Linked DNA regions of Oryctolagus cuniculus: region 2 is linked to region 1. The links are chromatin contacts, called in public Hi-C maps. All regions are on one chromosome and are shown on one strand. Each heading gives the region's core, a stretch centred on a gene start, on an enhancer-like site or on the middle of the called end of the contact. The rest is flanking DNA. Distances are from core to core; before and after follow the strand shown.

Region 1 (5,740 bases), core at 1,587-4,086:
AAAGAAATATGTATCCAGTAGAAATCATACTGTGAGTTATGAATTTTGATCTTTTCCCAGTCCAGTGATGTGCAGAAAGATACTCTCTGGCAATGCTGGACAGGGGCAGTGAGCATGGCTCTCTGTCACGTGATCATGAGGGTAAGCAAGCAACCCTCTAAAGTGCCCTGTGTTGCTAAGCTATGATGCTCGATAGGTTAGGCATTCTAAATGTGTTTTTGAATTACAATAATGTCAACTTAGAATGGGTTTTTTGGGATGTAATCCCATCATAAGTCAAGGGGCATCTGTATACCCACTGATTAATCATCATCGACATTACAAGTATGTTGATACTGTAGGGACCCCCAAATGATCTCCATGCTAGTCAGTTTCTCTCTTACTATAATGAAATACCTGAAGTGGCCAACTTTCTAGAGGAAGAGGTTTATTTTGGTGCACAGTTCTTCCACATTCAGCTGACGAAAGCTGCTGTTGAGGAGCTCTGTGAACCTCTTGTGGTCTTGAGTGCTGCCCAATTCATGAATCATTTTTTTGCTCAAATAAACTCTTTAAACACTGAATGTCTAAGTTTATCTTCTATTTTTTAAAGAGTTACAGAGAGAGGGAGAGGCAGAGAGAGAGGTCTTCCATCTGCTGGTTCATTCCCCAAATGGCCGGAGCTGGGCTGATTCAAAGCCAAGAGCCATGAACCAGGTTTCCCATATGGGTGCAGGGGCCCACGCACTTGTGCCATCTTCCACTGTTTTCCCAGGTCATTAACAGAGAGCTGGATCAGAAGTGGAGCAGTGGGGACTTGAACTGGCACTCCTATGAGATTCCAGCACCACAGGTGGAGGTTTATACTACTATGCCACAGCACCACCCTCCCAAGTTTATCTTTTAACAGAGGGTATCCCTCTACATCCTTGTTTTCTTTTTTCACCTTCATCAGAAGCTGCTACATGACTCTTCCTGGGAATGACCAAGGTCACCTTACCACAATTTCTATCTGGGCTTTGTTGACTCAGGCGTCCTTCTAGGGGGCCCATGTTATTTCTACTCATCTCATGGGCTTCCATTTTCCAATATCAGTCAGCTCCTATGGATTTTACACTTGAAGTTTTGGGGGATAAAGCTAGTAGAATCAACATTGGCTCTATTGCTAAGCTTTAAGGTCCTCCTTATTCTACACAATCATAGATATTTAGCAGGTCTTTGAAAATTACTCAAGTAGTTCTTTCAAATGCACTGAAAGATTTCCTGTGGTAGATATTTTTGACCTTCTAACCATTCCTAGCAGTACCAGATTTTTAAGATAAATACAGTTTCTTATCAAATCACCCATATGCCCTCAGGGAAGCTGAACATACCCTGCTCCAGGAGTAAGTCTAATTTATTAAAAGGTACTCCTTAGCTCTCTTCTGATTGGATAAGGAACTCGGGTCTAAGCCTTTCAATGCATGATACTTTCTTAGCCATGGAAGTGGTATCTGGAGTGGCCACGTAATCCAGGCAAGAGGAGGTTCTGGAGGCTTTTGGAACATCAGTGTCCTGAAGTTTTCAGGTGGTCTCCTCTTTATTCTGTACCTTATTAAGATATGTGTGGCCTGGAACTGCCACAGCTATCTTACTACCAGCGGGAGAATAAAACTGAAATCAGGTGGTGGTGTTGGTGCTGCGGTGGGTGGTGCACACATGACCGAGAGAACTGTAGCCCACTTAATCATCACTCTACTAGAATATTTTCCACTTGTTTGAATTGGGTTTCCTGTTATTGAGAACAGTCTGAGTTGGTGCTTTGGTTCCCTTAGTCTGAAAATCTTTTAACTGGCCCATCGCTGACTGGTCTCTCTGAACAAGTATAGCTACACTGGAAGAGACGGTGATTCCCACCAGGTTCCCAAGAGCATTCATTTTCTCTAGTTACAGGGAACAGGCTATATGACCTTGTACTATTTTAGCATTGACAGATATCAGGGGTTTGTTGCCCATTCTTTGCTGTAATTCTATGGAAGTCAGGCTTTAGGGCCTTTTGGGCCTCTGACACCGAGTTCTTCCAGAGTCTTGTCAAGTGCCCCCCACAGGCTGGGTGAGGAGACAAACAGGGCGAGAGGTCTCAGGATCAGCGTCAGAGCCAGGAGACTGCGATCAGCTTGCTGAGCATTGCTAGATAACGCACAGGGTTTTCCAAACTAACGACGTCAATTCGCGATCCGCGTCGTTAACTTGGTCCTTCAGGCTCACTCCCCCCTGCTGCAGCGGCATTTTCAAACCCTCATTCTCAGTAGGCACAAAATTGTAAGCTCGTGTCCCGAGCGGGTTGGGCAGAGCATCAGGCAGGAGCCACAGTCAACTCCCGTCAAAACAGACATACCAGCACCCAATCTAACCCTTTACAACCTTCCAAAGGTTGTAAAGCTTTCTCGTTTGTCCTCCAAGTTAGAGGTGCGTGAGGCAGGCGCTGCTGAGCTTTACCCTTGACGCTCAAAGAAAGAGAATTAGAGAAAGAAAACAGGATAATTCTACCCAGCAGGAAAAAACAGAGACGCAAGAAACAAAGCCGCCGGCTAAACCCTGGCAGTGACTGTTAGAAAATACCAGGGGATGCCCCGCCCGCTCCCTGTGCACAGTCAGTCAGGACTCGGGCCTCAGCCAGGAGAGTTCTCGCTTTGCGGCGGAACATTCCAGGGCCTCCCTGCCCACCGCGCCCAGCCTGGGGGCCGCGCAAACACGACTTTCAGCTACGTGGGAAGCCGAGGGCGGGCGCCGTTCTGGTTATCCTTTTGCCGCACTAACATAGTTTCTCTGCCCACTCGATGCAATAAATAAAAATTTCCGTGACTCGTCGTCCTTTGCCGTGGGAAGGGTACGTTCCAGAAAAAGGCACACTAGGGAATTGGGACGGGGGAGGGGAACGCAGACTCAGCGAGAGGGTTCGCGGGGGGCCGATTCTGGGCCAACTTGCTTCCCCGCGGGTCCTGGGGCGGAGCAGCAGCAGGGGGAGCGCCTCCAAAGGACCCTGCTCCTACATCCCGCCCCTCGCTCTCCCGCCGCCTGCAAAGGCCAACTCCGCCTGCCTGAGTCACGGCAGGGGCTGGGGAGGAGCCGGGGAAAGGCGGCCCCAGCCCAGAGCGCAGCCAGCGGCCGCGGGGAGAGCAGGCAGGGCGGTCTGGGATCATGGGGGAGAGCGCGCTGGAACCCGGGCCTGTGCCTGGGGCGCCGGTGAAGGGTCCCGTGCACGCCGTGACGGTGGTGACCCTGCTGGAGAAGCTGGCCACCATGCTGGAGGCGCTGCGCGAGCGGCAAGGAGGCCTGGCTCAGCGGCAGGGCGGCCTGGCGGGCTCGGTGCGCCGCATCCAGAGCGGCCTGGGCGCGTTGAGTCGCAGCCACGACACCACCAGCAACACGCTGGCGCAGCTTCTGGCCAAGGCGGAGCGCGTGGGCTCGCACGCCGACGCCGCCCAGGAGCGCGCGGTGCGCCGTGCCGCCCAGATGCAGCGGCTGGAGGCCAACCACGGGCTGTTGGTGGCGCGCGGGAAGCTCCACGTCCTGCTCTTCAAGGTCAGTGACCTCAGGCGTTCCCCCAATCCGGGGCCTCTTCCCGCCTCCGGGCCACCATCTGGGGACCACCCCTTCCCCAATTTGCCTACCCCACCCACATTCTGGACCCCGCCCGCCGAGCGAAGCTGTGGAACAAAATTCCAGAGTCGCGCCGACTTCCCACAACGAAGTCCCGCTTCTCTCTCCCACGCCTGGCCTTGCCAGGTCGCCCAGCTTAAAGCTCAGGAATGTGGTCCAAGTCCAGCCCATCCCCCAGTGGAGATAATGGGGGTAGCAGTGCGTCCGGTGCAATTCTCGGCCCGCTCCAGTTCGTGCCCACGAGGCCGCTAGCCTGATGTCAAGCCTCTATGTGGCTCCCAACTGCTTGACAAACCAAGGCAGTTCATTTGCAGCTCCTCCCCCTACCTCCCTCCCTTCCCTGTCTGCCTTTTCTTTCTCCCTCCAGCTGCCAAAATAAAGGGCGGGGCGGATTATCCTTGAGCATCTGAGCGAGTGTCAGGGTGATCGGGGTTAAGTGGCTGCCGGGTCAATGCTTTGTCTGTCACACGCAGGAGGAGGCCGAGATCCCAGCCAGTGCCTTCCAGAAGGCGCCAGAGCCCCTGGCCCTGGCCGACCAGTCCGAGCCGAGCCCAGAGCAGCCAGAGGCCGAAGTTGGCGAGAGCTCGGATGAGGAGCCGGTGGAGTCCCGGGCTCGGCGGCTGCGGCGCACGGGGTTGGAGAAGGTCCAGAGTCTGAGAAGGGCCCTTTCTGGCCGGAAAGGCCCTGCAGCGCCGTCGGCCACGCCCGTCAAGCCGCCCCGCCTCGGGCCAGGCCGCCGTGCTGAAAGCCAGCCCGAAGCCCAGCCTGCGCTCGAGGCCGCTCTGGAGCCAGACCCTCCCAAGGACACCGAGGAAGATCCCGGGAGACCTGGGGCTGCCGAAGCGGCTCAGCTGGAAATACAGAGTGCCGCCTAGGGCTGGTGCTGCCTGCCCTCTCTGTGTCTGTGCCTTGTCGCAAAGTAAATTCTTTTGAGAGTGCTGCACTCACGCCCAAATAAGGAGCGAATCCTGTACCCACAGCCTGCACTGGCCCTCCCAGGCTCCTCACTCCTGCTTGCGCTAAGCTCAATAAAAGTAATTTCCTCGAAATCCAGGCTCTGTGTGCAGGGGTGAGGGTGGGGTTGGGAAGGCAGTAGGTGGATTAAGACCATGTTGGAACGGGGAATGTGGCTTCAGTGTTAATTGATATTTCTCCCCAGTGGCCACTTGCTGCTCACTTTCCTCTTCCAGACGCACACTTTCTTTCTTAGCATCCAGGGCGGTGCTTTGTTGAAATTGCTCAGTAACCGTCCACTCATGGTTTTCCTCTTAGTCTCTTCTTCCTCTGCCACCTCCTGGAAGCTGAGTTTTCCGGGATTCACTCTGGGTCCTTTCCAGCTGATATTCACTCAGGCTTCTCCCAGCTGCTGCATACCAGCCAGATCACTGTCTTGAGCTGCAGTGGAAAAGTATTCTAGAAGTAGTGATCGTTCTTCCTTTTAGTTAAGTTCCATTTCAAGCCAACAGCTATTTATTGAATACTTACTATGTGGCACACCCTACCAGGCCTGGTTCAAACTTTCTCCCCATTTTGTGTTTTCTCTACCGGTGAACGGCTCCATCATTCACTCAGAAACCTTGGAGTCTTTGTTGGCTCAGCCTCCCTCACTCCTGTCCCCCAAGGAAACAGTTACCCCATTGATTTTTTTTTTTTATTGTCAACACAGATTGTTTACTTAAGGCATTATATTTGTCCTTGTACATATAACACAGCAGAGCACAACAACACATGCCATCTGGCTCTCAAGATACAAGACACATCAGAACAGCAGTCCATGTCCACGGAATAGGGTCATCTCAGATGTCTTTACAACCGGTGTAGGTGTGAATTCAAAATTTCCACGGGTCCCTCTCAAGGACTCTTCTTTCACTTCAGTATTTTTTGTTACTTTATTTTCCTTCTACTTATAAGAAACTGACAGCATGTCATGTAATGTCCAATAGTCATCACTTGCCATGCCAGTTCCTTGAAATGTTACTGCCCATGACGCATGACCTGTACACTTTGTACAACAGAAGCTAAAAGATGTAGACATCACAATTTAACAGCTGTTTCAAAAACAGAAAGCAAAAATTCAGTTGCCAACTCTTAGAGGGTTTTACACATTATTAAGTAACCT
Region 2 (6,030 bases), core at 2,470-4,969, 73 kb after region 1:
AAATGAGGACTGAGAAGAGGGCTCTGAATTTAGTGACCTGATGATCTTTGGAAACCAGGCAAAAGCTATTTTGTGAGATTGCTGAGGCCGAAGAGTGAATGTATTGAAAATTGAATATGATGGGAGGAAATAGATTGAGTGACTTCAGGCAGATGCTTTAGAAGTATAATTATTAAGGAAAAGAAAGCAGGGAGAACTCTCTAGAGGTGGATGAGGAAGGAAATATATTTTTAAGGATTGGAGGACCAGAATTTATTTATTTTTGCTGATAGAACTACTAGAATATATAGAAAGATTAAAGACACAGAGAGAATGGTTAATTAATAAGGCAATGTTCCTGAGAAGTGAGACATGGAATCCAGAGCAGGAAGGGAGGGTCCTAGCGTTTGGTAGAGATTCAATCTCAATTGTAACAGGCAGTTAGTAGAAGAGGATGCTTGTAGATGAAAAATCATAGCTAAGCCAACCAGATGACAACGATATTCCAATATGCTCTAGTTTTGTTTTTCTCTTTTTGTACAGCCAAGTGTGGCTTTATGACAGGCAAGTGGCTGTGGGTGGAAGTGAAAACTGTATTTTCCAAATCAAGGTGTTAAAGGAGAGAAGTCTGTCCTCTTTTCTGCTTCAGGCTGATTGTGAATTTAAGGGTAAAGCCCATCTGATTACACAGGAAGAGCAACACACCAGGGATGGCAGAGTGACAAGAGGTCCTCCTTTATTGTCCAATCGTTTTACCATCTGTAATAGCTTTTGTTACTACAACAAGATACCAAAGACAAACTACTTATGAAGGAAAGAGATTTTATTTAGCTCACAGCTGTAGAGAAAAAAAAAAAAGTCCAAACTCTAGTGAAGGCCCCAGGGTGGATGGCAGAGCACTTGTGGAGGAAGCATAAAAGGCAAACAGGAAGCAGAGAAAGTAGCAGGTGCAGGAGCGGGAAGGAGTTGGACAAGCAGTCTTTTATAATAACCCTCTGGAAAGAACTGCCTTTCAGGGGTACACCCACCATGGCCTGAACACCTCCCTCTAGGCCCCACATTTCTTAAAGATTCCAGCACCTTCCAGTAGTGCCACCTGGGAACCAAACATTTGGCAGGTATTCAGCATTCAAATCACAGTACCCTCCCTGGGTTTTCTGCAGGAAGAAGAAACTACAATCTTATGTCCCTGCATAGTTTTCCCTCTATCGTCATAGCAACCTAACCAACATCTTGACAAAAATAACAGACTGTAGATTTGATGGGGAGTTACTGTCTGATAATTCCTATTTTCCTTTTGAAGCTGGAGATCTGTGTGTGTGTGTGTGTGTGGGGGGGTGATTGAAAGCTTAAGAGGCAGCATGGAGGACTGGCACTGTGGCATAGTGGGTAAAGCTGCTGCATGCAATGCTGGCATCTCATATAGGCATCTGTTGGAGTCCCTGCTGCTCCACTTCCAATCCAGCTCTCTACTATGGACTGGGAAAGCATTAGAAAATACCTAAGTCCTTGGGCCCTTACATCCACATGGGAGACCCGGAAGAAGCTCCTGGCTCCTGGCTTTGGATTGGCCCAGCTCAGGCCATTGTGGGCATTTGGGGTGTGATCCAGTAGATGGAAGCTTGCTCTCTCTCTCTCTCTCTCCCTCTCTTCTCCAACCTCTCCTTCTCTCCCTCTCTCTCTGTTTCTGTCTCTCTGTCTCTCTGTAACTCTGCCTTTCAAATAAATAAATTTTTTTAAAAAGAGTCAATGTGGCTTAAGAAAACTGTATATAATAGGAGAAGGAAACTGGAGACTAGAGAAATATAATGAGGCGATAGGAATATATAGAGAACTCACTTGAGTATTGATGACCATGATTTTCTAGTGGTGTCAGTTTCTCCAGCAGAGCTCAGCTAGTTGGATGCAAGCATGGAGAATGTTGATGGTTAAGTTTATCCAGTGCTGGAATTTTATTAGGAGTATATGATAGTAAATAAAAGAGACAAGGGTGAGATAATGGACCATGAAACCTCAGCTGGTTTTGGAGAAGAAAGGATTGGGGGGGGGGAGCAAAGGCTAAAATGAGTAGTGGGTGGGCTCCTGAAGATTTATAGTTGTCATCCATGAGTAAGGCAGGAGGGTAGGTAGCACAACGAATCAATTGAGGTTTGAGGAGCAGGGGTCTATTAGGAGAGAAGAGTTAGAATGAGCCCAGGACCCCTAGTGTGTGCTATGTGAGTTGTGGGGGGATGAGAAACCATATTGTCTACAGAGGATAGACCATTTTTAGGGGACTGCTGGTTGTAGTAATAATAGGAATTGAGAGAATGTTCAAAGAACATCAAAGGATATAAATGTTTGCTTGTCTTGGAAAAGAAGTTCCAGAAAACTAAACTCCATTGAAGCTCTTAACACCATCAGTCTGGGTTAGGGATCTCTTCAGTGTGCTTTTGTAACTTCTCAATACAGTGATTCTCACAGTTACTACAATTCTATGTCTTGTGATTGTCCTTTTTTTTGTCTGTATTCCAAGGGTCTGATCCTGCTTTCGTGACTGTATTTGGAGGAAGAGCCTTTGAGGAGGTAATTAAGATTAAATGAGATCATAGAAGTGGGTCTCTAATCCAATAGGATGAGTGTCCTTATAAGAAAAGGAAGAAGTGCTAAATCAATCTCTTTCTGTATTTCCCTCCCTCCCACCCCATTGTTCTCTCCCTCTCTCCACCATGCACAGAGGGAAGGCCATGTAAGGACATAGAAAAAAGGGCAGCTTCCTGTAAACCAGGAAGAGAGCCCTCACCAGAAAGAGGGAATGAAATACAGTGCTCATTTCTCAAAATCAGGAAATCCCATCGATGCCAGGCATAAGCCAGCATTTGGAGGGAATGGAATTGCTCAGGGCACAGAATCTGGGAGGCTTTAGATCAGAGCAAAGAGGGCATGACAAAGTCCACATGGGCAGCCATCAGAGAGAGACCTGGATTTGTGTCCCAGAACAAGAAAGTTAACAGGGCAAGGCAGCAAGAGCAAGGTGACATGAAGGAGGACCAGCTTCCATCTGGGGAAGGCTGTCTTTCTAACTCAAGGCTAGACCTACTAAGGCCTTTGTTATGTTTTGCTTTGTGTTTTTGTAGTGGGTTTCTGGAACACCTAACTTGATTCTTACAGTTTGAACAATTTACCTTACCCTTGGGGAAGTCTCAATCACCCATACCATACCACTGCTCCACCAGCCCAAGTGTGGGCACATGATCCTTCTTTCAATATCTTATATCACAACTGAGATAAGAGGGGAACATTTAAATAACCCTTCAGTAAACGTTCAGGGAAAACAACCACAGAGAGGAGACTATGGTGCCTAATGCATAACCAGATAACTTGCTTTTTAAGGTATTGCTTATTCTAGGTAGCTTGCAGATCTACAAAATACCAGCTCTTCACTCAGCAGACCCAGAGATCAAACACACGGTAGCCTGGAGGTCATACAATGGACTCTGCCTCCAGCATCACTGGATGGACGCATGCACATGCAGCTGAGATCCAGAGGTAGGAGAGAAGCCAGCCACAGCAAAGTCCTTGGGCTGTCCAGCTTGCCCATTTCCCTACCTGCCCAGCTCCTCCCACTGTGTTTGATTAGGGCACCATCTCCTCACATCTTTCAAGGCTCTCTCTCTTCTCTGCATTTCTATGATGTGCAGATACGTGTTTGTGCTAAGCTCCTGCCCACACATTCCCTGCCTACGCAGTAGGCCCTTCTCTTGGGATAATTAAACAAAGAGATCAGGCTGAGAAGGCAGGCAGACTGGAGCCAGAACAGACAGAGATGTTGGAAGGAGAAAAGAAACCAAGGAAAGGGCTGGCTTCTAGGTCCCTGGGGCTTGTGCTGGAGGAGAGCCAATGCACACACCCAGGAGCTAGCTCTGGCCAGATGGTCATACTTGGTTTTAGACATGAGCCATCACAGGTGGGCCAAGAGTGGCCTGGGTCTTCCAGGTCAGGGTCTATCTTGAGGGTTAAAGAAGCCAAAGGAAAGTCATTTGGAGTGAGGGCTTCAAAGAAGGCACCCAAGTTATTCACTTCTGGGGCCCCCATTGGACCTGCTGAACGGAAAGCCTGAGAACAATGGGCAGAGGCACAGAGCTGGAACAGCAGTGTCAGACACACAGAGGATCCATGGGCCTCTGGATCCATGTGTTCTCTGGGAGAAAACACAAGGAATTTTCAGTCCACGGGGAGGGCAATCCTGAATGTTCCCATCTATTCAATTGGTGCTGCTTCAACAAGGCAGCTTTAGTCTGATTTGGAACAACTTCCTCAGTGCTTTCCGTCAGTATCACTGCTAATTTATCAGTCCTTGTGAAAATACCTAAACAAGAGTTTTACAGAACAGTTGTGATCAGGATTCCCCAACATCATTACCTGTACCTAAGTTTCCATTTCTTCCTGAATGTTCTGTCAGTTTTTCAAAGCAGGGCAATCCTGTGGCCTGGAAGGAGCTGGAAGGGTGGGAAGGAGTGCCTTCCGCCCTCTGCTGGCCAGTCCTGGAGTTACCAGCCAAGGGTTTGGGCCAGGCAGGACTGGACGACCAGAGCAAAGGCACGACTGCTGAGACAGGAACGTGTGTGGCAGATATAGCTTCCATTCATTTGGCCTAGCTATTAGGAGGCCTGCACCCTATATCAGAGTTAAGGGGTTTGATACCTGGATTTAGCACCTGACTCCAGCTTCTTGTGAATGCACACCCTGGGAAGGAGTGGCAATGCCTCAAGTAATTGAGTTCCTGCCACACACACGGGAGACCTATTCTGAGTTCCAAGTTCTCTGATTTGCCCCTTCTGCTCCCTCTCAGTGTGGGACATTGGGAAGTAAACCAGCAGATGGGAGTGCTATTTCTACTTTTCTCTTAAGTAAATAATTAAAAATTTTAAAGGAAGAAATTGCTATCTGCCAGGCACTGGTGGGAAGTTTACATTAATTATCTCATTTACATTTTAATTCTCTAAGCATTTCTCGCAACAACCCCGAAAGATTTTTATGAAAATGGGTGAAAGTTCCCAGCTAATAAGTGATGTTTCAGAGCTCTGATTGGCTCCAAGTACAGGCTCTTCTCCATGTGCTGTACTTTAATACTTGCTCTGACGTGAGCCATAACTCTGGGCCCAACTCTAACCCAGCTTGACAATCTATCTCTGAGCCTAACCTCAAGCCAAACCCTAGCTTCATCCCCAAACTAGAATCCAGCCCCTCCCCAGCTCTGATACTTTATTTCCTCTGTCTTCAGTGGAAGAAAAGGGTGAGGCAGGTTGGGTGTGGCAGTGGGCTGAAGAAGTTTCTTGCAGGGAGTAACTAACTGGGAACACTCAGAGAAGGGGTGTACATCCCAAATCATGGCCAGGCTGAGGTATCCTGGGGTCATGACCCAAAGAGAGAAGTAAGGGAGGCCCTAGGTCCTGTGGGAAGGAGAAGGGCTGAACTGGAAGCAGCTGGTCTCTCAGCAGGAGGGACTTTGAGCAGCCTTGCTGTCCCTGAAGCAATCCAGCAGTGTCTCCAAAATTCCTGCCCACTGCTCACAGCTGCACATGTACAGATCGGGGAGCTGCAATTGGTAGCTGTCCTCCAGAGCAGTGGGTGGTCTCTTGTCTTCGCCTGCAGCCTGGAGATCACCCTCCAGCACACTAGGCAACCTTGCCAGTGATTCAGAAACTGGCTCCTTCTCCCCTGGTTACCACAGTTACGGCTCACAACAGGCACCCTCGAGAAAGGAACTTTCCCGGCTTTGGCCTCAATTTGAGGTAGTATCTTTCCATATTTTCTTTAATGAACCAGCGTAACAGACTTGGGTTTCATTCCACATGATTTAGGAGCCCTGTGATATTGTAAAGTTATCTAATTCCAGAGCTTCAGTTTCCTCATTTCAAAATGGAGTAGTAATGGCATCTACCTCAGACAGTTGTAAGGGTTAGTTGAGACAAGGCACTTAAGCCCAGGATCTTGTATAAAATAACTTCTCAATAAATAAAATCTAGTATTTTAATTGCCCTATGGGCTTCAGTTTCATGGTCTGGAAAA

The links. Hi-C and Micro-C count contacts between places; a contact is called where the count stands out from the background.
Region 2: a contact with region 1 is called in a Hi-C map of an unstated tissue, with 3 times the contacts expected there. The contact joins the enhancer-like site here to the promoter of CAVIN3 in region 1. A contact is called at or near these places in 2 of 6 Hi-C or Micro-C datasets (ear pinna and an unstated tissue).

Annotation. Positions count from the first base shown.
Region 1 is chr1:60,560,602-60,566,341 of mOryCun1.1, forward strand. CAVIN3 (caveolae associated protein 3) reads left to right here and starts at 2,837. Exons shown (of 2, transcript XM_002708757.5): 1 at 2,837-3,543; 2 at 4,095-4,670. The coding sequence starts at 3,160. The coding sequence ends at 4,496.
Region 2 is chr1:60,632,587-60,638,616 of mOryCun1.1, forward strand. No RefSeq gene overlaps it. Among named protein-coding and RNA genes, the nearest start is that of CCKBR, 7.8 kb to the left of the region's middle. Within about 2 kb of position 3,720, at least 1 of the 8 cell types and tissues checked has an H3K27ac peak or open chromatin away from gene starts, as enhancers often do.